Linked DNA regions of Mus musculus: region 2 is linked to region 1. Evidence: chromatin contacts called from public promoter capture Hi-C data. All regions are on one chromosome and are shown on one strand. Each heading gives the region's core, a stretch centred on a gene start, on an enhancer-like site or on the middle of the called end of the contact. The rest is flanking DNA. Distances are from core to core; before and after follow the strand shown.

What was found. Promoter capture Hi-C pulls out the DNA fragments that hold promoters and counts their contacts.
Region 2: a promoter capture Hi-C map of liver shows a contact between it and region 1, with 2.2 times the contacts expected there. The contact joins the enhancer-like site here to the promoter of Cpb2 in region 1. A contact is called at or near these places in 2 of 39 promoter capture datasets (cranial neural crest and liver), 1 of 484 Hi-C or Micro-C datasets (the G1E-ER4 cell line) and 2 of 115 datasets of contacts at active chromatin or transcription factors (astrocytes and bone marrow-derived macrophages).

What each region holds. Positions count from the first base shown.
Region 1 is chr14:75,239,212-75,244,326 of GRCm38.p6, reverse strand. Cpb2 (carboxypeptidase B2 (plasma)) reads right to left here and starts at 2,040. Exons shown (of 11, transcript NM_019775.3): 1 at 1,902-2,040. The coding sequence starts at 1,972.
Region 2 is chr14:75,818,036-75,823,497 of GRCm38.p6, reverse strand. No RefSeq gene overlaps it. Among named protein-coding and RNA genes, the nearest start is that of Gm36271, 16 kb to the right of the region's middle. Within about 2 kb of position 3,302, at least 22 of the 459 cell types and tissues checked have an H3K27ac peak or open chromatin away from gene starts, as enhancers often do. A contact at or near this core is called in liver, where this site is marked.

The DNA.
Region 1 (5,115 bases), core at 791-3,290:
AGAGTTCGGAGCTCGGGGATGCTTCTGTCTCCAACATGGCCCCTCCTTTTCCTCTCACTCACAAGTAGGTCCTCCAGGTATGTGCAAGCACTAACTGTTTTCCATGTAGTATTAGTTGGCTAACTGTAACCATTTTCTCATCCTACTCTTCAAGCATACCTGTCTGTAGATTTCAGAGTGCATGCCGCAGCAAAGGATGTAAGAACCACGTGCGAGCGAGTTTTCTCCCTCGTGCCCATACCATTTCCCTTTGCCCGTCTCTTTCATTTGCATTATTTAGCTCCACTGAATAGGCACAGGCTTGATGATTTTGTAAAGATACGGTAAGATCTTTCCGTGTCTTGTGTTGCGATGAGTACCTTGTGTAATTTAGTATAGAATCATCATGGCAGCCTGGAGCCAGCTCAGTAGTGCACATCTGCAGTCCAGGCACATCGACTTGAGAGGCTTGGGCAGGAGATGAGAAATTCAGAGTCTACTTGGGTAACATAGAGAAGCCATTTGATAAAGTTGGGGCAGGGGAGGGGAGGGGAGGGGAGGGGAGGGGAGGGGAGGGGAGGGGAGGGGAGGGGAGGGGAGGGGGAGAACAGATCCCAAGTATAGGACAGGTATTTAAATAGCAGCATTGTGTCCAGCCTAGTACATGAGTCAAACACACTCCTAAATCACAAGAGATTTCTGCCCCCACCACTCAAAGACAATGATGTTGCCTCTACAGGAACTGGGTTAGGGTTAGGGTCAGGGTTACGGTTACAGTTAGGATTAGGGTTAGGGTCAGGGTTACGGTTACGGTTACGGTTAGGGTTAGATGATGTTATCAGAGTTGCTGCTACCTTCTAACAAAAGACAGTCATCAAGTTATGGAATATTAGAACCTACAAAGATCCTAAAATCATACTTACTTAACTATTAATAAAATATAGATGCACGAGTCACCAACTGTTCTAGCACTTCTGATCTTTGTATGAACTCATTAACAGCCAGTCTCTCACAATGGAATTTACTGCTTGCTACTTGACAATCACACTGAACAAAAGAGAATCAGCCAGCTATCCTAAACACAGCTTCAGCTGTACAACATTACCTGAATGAGTGAACATTCTATGGGTTTTCTAACTCAGAAAAGATTTTGACGCATAGACTTTTCCCCACCCAGACAGATCAAGTGCTGTCTCTCCCTGCGATTCTGTAAGAAGAAGACAAGGGCCCATCTCAGAGACAACTGGAAAAGGGTTATAGATACAAAACAAAAAAAAAGTATCACCATCCCAAAGTTATATGTCAATTTTAAAGCTTAGCCTCGCCTAGTTAATAATAATAACCAAGCAGGTATGCTGCAACTGTTATCCCATGTATTCAGTGTGCTCTAACATTTATTCATTTGTGTCCTAATTAGTTTACGGTCAAAGATTCTCAGGAAATCACTCCAACGAAGCTAATGAAGAAATAGCTAAGTTCTTCTATCCGTCCATTGTAACTCAGCACCCTCTCTCGGTCTCTGCTCAATGACTGTGTGTAATCCAGGTCTATTTCATACCTTTACCTTTAGCCTCTCCTATGCTCTATGAACAAGATTAAAACTTATTTATTTAGTTCATATATCTATGTGTTAAGGCAGGAAGAATATAAATCATGTGTTATGTGAAGGTACAGGCGATTCGTCAAGGTCCGATTTGTTTATTTAATCTCCATAGCCTCTGAGTATACTTATCACACTGGTAAAATGAAAGCAGAAAATGGAAAAAAAAAGTACTACTGATACCCTGTTATACCCAAACGACTTCAAGTCTCTGAAGGAACTGGCCTCTACCCAGTTGGCTCTCTATCCCAGGACACTACTTCTGCTCTGTGAGAGGCACACAAGTGGGAAGGACCCAGCCCGCCTAGGCCCCTGGTGTTACCTCTGAAAGGCGAAGCCATGCTGCTCATAGAGGATGATGGCTACCAGGATTCCAAGGCCATGAAGCTTCATCCCAACAGTGACTTGTGAGCAAGCCCTTGGGGAGAAAGTCCCAGGTAACTAATTGCCTAAGAGCCTTCTTTGCACACTGGTTAAAGTGTAACAGTGGGCTCCCTCTGGCTCCCGCAGCTCAGTTTACTGAGCCTCCACTCCCACAGTCTAAAAGAAACATACACGTACAATTAGTTAGGTCGTCTGATATCTGAACCCTCAAAAAACCAAAACAACAAATCATGATGATGAGCTCAACCATTGTGTTTAATTTAGACAATTTTAATCCTGGCATTGTGGCATGACGTCATGAAAGTCATGCAATTGAACTAAACAAACTCAAAAAGGTTCATGCTTTTAGTAAATTTCTGATTTTGCTTTGGGCCTCTTATAAATGCATTGTAGCAATTTGCTAAACACATGAAACTCAAGGAGAATGAAGACTGAAGTGTGGACACTATGCCCCTCCTTAGATTTGGGAACAAGACACCCATGGAAGGAGTTACAGAGACGGAGTTTGGAGCTGAGATGAAAGGATGGACCATGTAGAGACTGCCATAGCCAGGGATCCACCCCATAATCAGCATCCAAACGCTGACACCATTGCATACACTAGCAAGATTTTATTGAAAGGACGCAGATGTAGCTGTCTCTTGTGAGACTATGCCGGGGCCCAGCAAACACAGAAGTGGATGCTCACAGTCAGCTAATGGATGGATCATAGGGCTCCCAATGGAGGAGCTAGAGAAAGTAGCCAAGGAGCTAAAGGGATCTGCAACCCTATAGGTGGAACAACATTATGAGCTAACCAGTACCCCGGAGCTCTTGACTCTAGCTGCATATATATCAAAAGATGGCCTAGTCGGCCATCACTGGAAAGAGAGGCCCATTGGACTTGCAAACTTTATATGCCCCAGTACAGGGGAATACCAGGGCCAAAAAGGGGGAGTGGGTGGGCAGGGGAGTGGGGGTGGGTGGATATGGGGGACTTTTGGTATAGCATTGGAAATGTAAATGAGTTAAATACCTAATAAAAAATGGAAAAAAAAAAAAAAAAAAAAAGAAAAGAAAAAAAAAAAATAAATGCATTGTAGCTTGTGGATAGCCGGGTAGACACACCTAGGAGATAATTAATCCCTCAGAGAAGGCCTGGAATATTCTCAGAGGATATGATCTGATTCACGGAAGACTCACAGTCATGAAGACTGCCGAGACGATCCTGGTCCATGTCATGGAGAAGCCTCAGTGCAGAAGAATGCTTTCTTCCTCTGACTGTGTCCTTGTCAACATTTTCAACTTAGGTGAAGATAGAAGGTGAGTTTGCAAAATGTGGCTTAAAAAGCTGAGCAGCAGGGTCTGTGTAGAGAAGACTCTAGAGTCTCCATTAAAAATACCGTTCTTCTTCTCTTTTCTCTTCTTTTTTTTTTTTTTTTTTTTTTGGTTTTTCGAGACAGAGTTTCTCTGTATAGCCCTGGCTGTCCTGGAACTCACGCTGTAGACCAGGCTGGCCTCGAACTCAGAAATCCACCTGCCTGCCTCTGCCTTTCAAGTGCTGGGATTAAAGGCGTGCACCACCACTTGCCCAGCAAAAATATCTTTCTTTAACCATAAGGAAAGATAGGCCCAGTATCATGGGGCTGGTACAAGCAGTAAAGAGTTTAGGCAGGCTCTGGGTTATGTTTGTTCAGAGAACGTCATCAAGGTAGCCACTATCTCAATGAAGGCCCTCCACCCATCACTGAGCACCATCTGACATTCGGTTCAGTCTCAGGTGGCATCTGCACTCTGTAAGCAGACAGAGTCCTGACAGCCTTCCCCACATACCGGCTTGTAAATACACTAAAATGTTCCTGAGATTAGGGCAGGGAAATTTACAAATGAGTCCATCCAGTTTTTCCACAACAGACACCTGGGGGTAGGGGTGGGGGGTGGGGGTGGGGGTGGGGGGACGTTTCAGTCTTCCCCTGAGATTTAAAGCCACCAAAGCAAAGTCACTGGGTTAAGATGACTTCCCCTGAAAATGGTTTCTGTAAAGCAAATCACAGGTAGAATAGATCATAAATCGGTGGTTTTGCTCTCCCACAGGCATGTGTGGAGAGATGGCAGAGAAGCGATGGTGAGAGAGAGAGATATTTATCTGCATAAACCTTTTGAGTAGGGCATGCTGTGTTTTCACATCCCCAAAATAAAGGAACATAAATTCAAATGATGAATACAAACAAGAGCAAATAAATCTGGGTTTCAAGTAAATAACAGACACAGAGATGAGGAGGAGGAGGAAGGGGAGGTGGAGGGGAAGGGGAGGAGTGGAGGGGGAGGAGGGGGAGGGGGGAAGGAGAAGGAAACTAGCCCAAGTAACTCTTCCTTTTCATTGAAAACAAACCTTTTTTTTTTTTTTTCATACAACATACTCTGGTCATGGCATCCCCTTCCTCATCTCTTCCCAGGTTTTCCCCACCTCCCGTCCTTCCACCTCCATCCATCCTTCCCCTTTCTTTTTAGAAAACAAAACAGGCAAACTAAAAAACAAACAAGCAAAGCAGGATAAAACAAAGAAAAAGCACAACACACACACACCATAAAAACACAAAATCAGAAACCATAATATACACTCTAAAAACCAGTAAGGCGAAACAAAACAAAACAGCCCAAACAAAGCAATATGAGGAAAAAAAAAGAAAAAAAGCTACAAAACCCACTGGTGAGTTCCTTTTGAGCTGCTCATCTACTGCTGGACATGGAGCCTGCCCTTAAGTGTGGTTTGTATATCCAGTGAGACGCCATTGAAGAAAGCTACCTTTTCACTTCAAGCAGCTATAGCTTCTTGGTAAGGGATGGGAGCTCATGTCCAAGTCTTTCTCTGAACAAGGGGACCCCATCTAGCTTGGCCCTGTGCAGGCCCTGTGCATGCTGCCACAGTCTCTGAGTATACATTTGTACTGGATTTTAATGCTTATGGGTGAGGACCTGTGTGTTCGTATCTATTCACACGGATACATATGTGTGCGTGAGTTTTTATCTTCTGTGAGCACAAGAGGTAAGATTTTTTTTCTGACAAGTATAATAAATGTTGTGCTGTATATTTTGTGTTCTGTGTTCCCTAAAGATAGTATGAAAGTCAATATACTTTGAATTATAGCTCTTTCTGCTGAAGTAACTGGACA
Region 2 (5,462 bases), core at 2,053-4,552, 580 kb before region 1:
CAGGCGCATTTCTGAGTTCGAGGACAGCCTGGTCTACAAAGTGAGTTCCAGGACAGTCAGAGCTACACAGAGGAACCCTGTCTCAAAAAAAAAAAAACAAAAACAAACAAACAAAAAAAGGACTGGGAAAGACCACTGCGCAGGCCCTAGCCCGAATCTGGCACGGACCCCTCCCTAGCGGGTGCATGCAAATTAGGTGCCGGCAGACTGACCAATCCTGGGGGGCCATGGAGCCTTCTGTGCTAGGGTGCATATAAGCAGTCCTCCCTGGGTGCCCGGGGTCCCCGTAGCAGCATCTAGGCGTTCCTGAAATAAAGGCTGTTGAGAAGGGGTTGTGTCTTCCTTGCCGGCCGAGGTGGGCGTGACGTGTGTGTGTGTGTGTGTGTGTGTGTGTGTGTAACCCTGGCTGTCCTGGAACAACTCACCAGGCTGGCCCTGAACTCAGAGATCTGCCTGACTCTGCCATTCTGCCACCCCCTTCACCTCACCAGAAGCCAGCCAGGTGTGGTGGCGCACGCCTTTAATCCCCACACTTGGGAGGCAGAGTCAGGTGGATTTCTGAGTTCGAGGCCAGCCTGGTCTACAAAGTGAGTTCCAGGACAGCCAGGGCTACACAGAGAAACCCTGTCTTGAAAAACAAAAACAAACAAACAAAAAACCAGAAGCCAAACCAGCTTTAACCCGAGCACCTAACCACAGCACAGCATCTCAATTAGTTACGTGAAGGTGAAAGGGAAACACACAGTACATCCACGTGACCTCACCACATTTCAAGGGAAGACTCTTGGTAGCACTTGGGCATCTCCCAAGCCTGTGGCCCTCAGTAAGGCAGCAACTGCCATTCTTCATTAATTGCAGCCTACCAGGGAGTCCCCACCTGTCCTGGCAGAGCACCTAGAATGTCACTGGACTACTAGAAATCACGTGTGTCACCACTACAAAGGCCAGAGAGCAAAGGCAGCCCTTTAAGTTGTATTTATTCGTCAACAGCTAGAAGACAGCAGATTAATATTTAAAAACTAAGCCAAACCCCAGAGTTCCATTTTATCTTCCAACAGTAAGCTTTATAGGAAACATTGGTGGGAACAAAGGAAATCAATAGTCCCTGAGGGTCTGTTCTTCTGGGCAGGTGATGGACACATTCCTGAGATTTGTGGTGTCTGTCCCACCTTCCCACTCCCCCCGCCCCCATTTTCTGAGACAAGGTTTCTCTGTGTAGCCCTGGCTGTCCTGGAACTCACTCTGTAGACCAGGCTGGCCCTGAACTTCGAGATCCACCTGCCTCTGTCTCCTGAGGGCTGTAATTAAAGGCATGGGGGGAACTGTGCCTGGCTCATCTGTCTCTTACTATCTTGTCACACTCTATGGAGGCCTTAGGCACTCCTAGAAACTATTACTCTGGGTAGTGTCTGCTGGTATTAACTTTTTTGTGGAGGGGATATTAATCTTTTATTCCTCCAGATGTGCCTGTTGCTGGGGGTGAGGGGTTGACTCAACAAATTAACAGTGTGTGCATATTGAGCATATACAAGTATATTCCTTCTTATAATATGGCATATGTGGTGCTTTGAATAGGTATGACCCCCATAGGGCTAGAGGGAGTGGCCCAATTAATAGGTGTGGCCTTACTGGAGTAGGTGTGGCCTTTTTGGAGGAAGTACATAATTGTGGAGGTGGGCTTTGAGGTTTCTTATGCCCATGCTACTCCCAGTGTGGTACACGGTCTACCACTGCCTTCGGATCAAGATGTGGAACCCTTGACTCCTACAGAACCATGTCTGCCTGCATGCCTTTAGGCTCCTGCCATGATGATAATGTAATGGACTAGAACCTCTGAAACTTTAAGTCAGCCCCAGTTAAATATTTTCCTTTGTAAGAGTTGCCATGGTCGTGGTGTCTGTCCACAGCAATAGAACCCTAACCAAGACAGAGTATTTTTATACAGTTAAGACAAATGTATTTTTATAACACAAAGTATTAATTAATATAAAAAAAACCTTCCCCTATCTTTCCCTTCTGTTCCCTATCATATTTTTTCTCCTTTGGACTTGAAAGTGGTGAATCTGAAACGGATGGGGCACACAAACTGACCCGTTACTTTAGAGAATCCGAGAGTTATCCATGCTGCGTGGCCTTCATTACTTTAGAGAATCTGAGAGTCATGCAAGTATGCCGCGTGGCCTTGGCTGGGAAGGAATCACAGTTTTCAGGGAAGGAATCCTGTTTCCTACTCAAACAATGAACCATATGGGGTGACAGCAGGGGATGAGAGGTGGCATGACTAAATGGCCTCCATAGACACTCAGCAAGGGTCACTTCTGGTGATAGCCAAGTGGCCCTATGGCCCCCGGATCTCCCATGGATACTAGCTTTAAGCTGCTTCCAGAGGTCATGAGTTCAATTCCCATCAACCACATGGCGGCTCACAACCATCTGTAATGGGAATCTGATGCCCTCTTCTGGTGTGTCTGAAGACAGTGACAGTGTACTCACATACATGAAATAAATAAATAAATCTTAAAAAAAGAGAAAGAAAAAAAAAACCCACAAAGTTTCTAGGGCTGGAGATGTAGCTCAGTGGTGGAGGGGTTTCTAAGTTGTGGGTTTATCCGTCAAGGCCATGCTGGTTACAAACTGTCCCTTGTCATTGCCTGCCAGAGTTTCTGGGTGCTGTGTTTATTGAGAAAAAGAGAAAGAAAAAAAGAAAAAAGAATGGCAGGAAAAGCAAGTGTTATCATCTCTTAGGACTCTCTTAAAGAGATTTAGGGGTGAGAATACAGCTCAGGCAGTAGGTGTTTGTTCAATGGCACCAGGCCATGGGTTCGATTCCCATGGCCTGGATAAAGCCTGGCTTAGTGGCACACAGTTATCATCCTAGTGCTTTTTTTAGCTCTGGCTGTCCTGGAACTCACTTTGTAGACCAGGCTGGCCTCGAACTCAGAAATCCACCTGCCTCTGACTCTCGAGTGTTAAGATTAAAGGCGTGTGCCACCACGCCCGGCCCTCCGAGTGCTTTTGAGGTAGAGGCAGGAGGCTCACCGTCTGTACATAGCAGCTTTGAGGTCAGCCTGAGCTACCCAAGACTTTGTCTCAAAATATGTTTACTTTAAGTGACCTGTACCCCTCATCTCAGGGACCAAGGCACATGATATGATATTTTTCTTGTATTACTTGAAAGAACAGCTGGCATTTGTGTGTGCTCTTAGGTTTCTATTGCTGCTGACAGCAAAGGAACCTGTGGTAGCAAGGGGTAGTGAGGTAATATTTGGCTTGCATGAGCGAGGCCCTGGATTCCTGCCCAGCACTGCCCCAAACAGAAACACCCAAACTGCTAGGACCTGTAATGGAGTCATATTCCAGTCTACATGCACCACACTGACAGCAGCAGAAACAGAAACGGGGAGAAAACCAAAGTTAGGGTTCTTCTTACCCACTCACCGCACCCGCCCCCCCCCCCAGGGAAGTCTTAGAAGTGGTCTCCACGGCCAGTGTGCCAGGTTACACCTGTCATCCCAGTACTTGAGAGGCTAAGGCAGGCAGATTGCTGCAAGTTCAAAGCTCTAGCCTGGGCAATTTAGTTCTAGTCTACCCTGAGCTACAGAATGAAATTCAGTGCAATCAACCAACACAACTAACAGCAGAGATAACTTTAGACAAAAAGCCCATGTCTCTTGCCCTCCTATTTATTGCTCTCCATTCTACCCCCAAGAAAGCCACTAAGACTAGAATTCTTACCCCAGAGCAGGTCAAACAAACCAAAATCTGCCCCCCCTCCCCCCCAGTCTAAGATTTCCTTAACTTTCCCAAGCTGTCCATGGAGAAATTTTCTGCCCTACCTTTTTGACTATAGGTGATATTGACACTGTCACTCCCCATTCCTGAGAAGGCTCATTGTCTCAGAGGCCAGGAAGAATTTGAACACTAGGTCATGCTGTGGTTTTCTCTGGCAGGTCTGTTATTACGAGGTCAGACCTTTTTTTTTTTTTTTTTTTTTTTTTCTCAGTCATATTTCTCCAAGGCTGTCCATGCGTTGTCATCCAAATATAATATGGGACACCTTGGCTGTGCCATATAATATAATACTATAAGCAAATACATTTGCTATACCCCTTTCTTGACAGACTGACTTTTATTATAGTGGTTGTGGTGGTTTCAATATGATTGATTTAGGGAGTGACACTCTTAGGAGGTTTGGCCTTGTTGGAGTAGGTGTGGCTGTGTTGGAGGAAGTGTATCACTGTGTGTATGTGTGTGCGTGTGTGTGTGGGGGGGGGGGGGGCTTTGAGACCCTAGCTGCCTGGAGGACAGTCTTCTCCTGACTGCTTTCAGATCAAGACGTAGAACTCTTGGCTCCTTCTCCAGCTCTGTGTCTGTCTAGATGCTACCGTGCTTCCTCTCATGATGATAGTGGACTGAACCTCTGAACCTGTAAGCCAGTCCCAATTAAATATCCTCCTTTATAAGAGCTGCCTTGGTCGTGGCGTCTTTTCCCAGCAATGGGAACCCTAGCCATGGCAGCGGTAATGACTATTACTCTTAGGGTGGCAGAAAAAAGATCCCCCTGTTGACCCCTATACAAGTAACCATGTTCTGTAAAAATGCTGGAAGGATACAAAGATACTGAAGTGAGTTTTCTTCTCTGGTTTAGAGGCTCATTGGCAGAGTGGCATGTTAGCTGGTTGGAAACTTCTAGTAGGAGAGGAATATTCCAGGCCTGGGGGGACAGCGTGAGTGGGGTGTGAAGCAACATGCTTGGGAAACCACAAGTAATCCACAGAATTACATGGCTCTGCCTGCCCTATTAGTCAGCAAAATGGGACCACACACTGTGTGCATGTGAACACTGTGCTACAGTCATGACCTTAGAGTAAACTTAGCTCGTGGATACTCTTCTTCCCATTTTAGAGATGGAGAGACTGAGCCTTGCTGATTAAAGCAATTTGCCTGTCTGTATTAGTGGATAAGGCAGACTGAATAAGCAGAAGCATTCCGTAGATCTCAGGTTAACTTGTGCCGCCAAACAAACAAACAAAAATGGCTTGTGAGTCACGAAGCAACCCTCTTGGGCTCTTACCCATCCTGTTTACCAGAGTCACGGACTTAGAATATTCAAATAGCAGATACAAAGTGTTCTGAAGCACCCCAGCATCTCAGGGGTGTCTTGGGGGCTCCTTTTCTTCTAGTGTTCCTGTTTGTAGTTTCCTGTGAGAGCTAATTCTGAGAGGTTCTATTCTCTACTATTTGGTACCATGGTGCTCAAATCTGGTTTCCATCTGAGTCCTGTGCTGGAGTGCCTTCTGAAGAGACTTCTGCAAACCCGTCTCCCATGGACCTAGGCTTCCCTGACAGGAAAAGTGGATCCTGCTTTGCCCTTAAGCCACAAGACCCAGCGAAACTACCACAGCCTTTCTGTGCTGCTGCTTGATTCATGAGGACCCACAGCTGGGAGACGTTCACTGTGC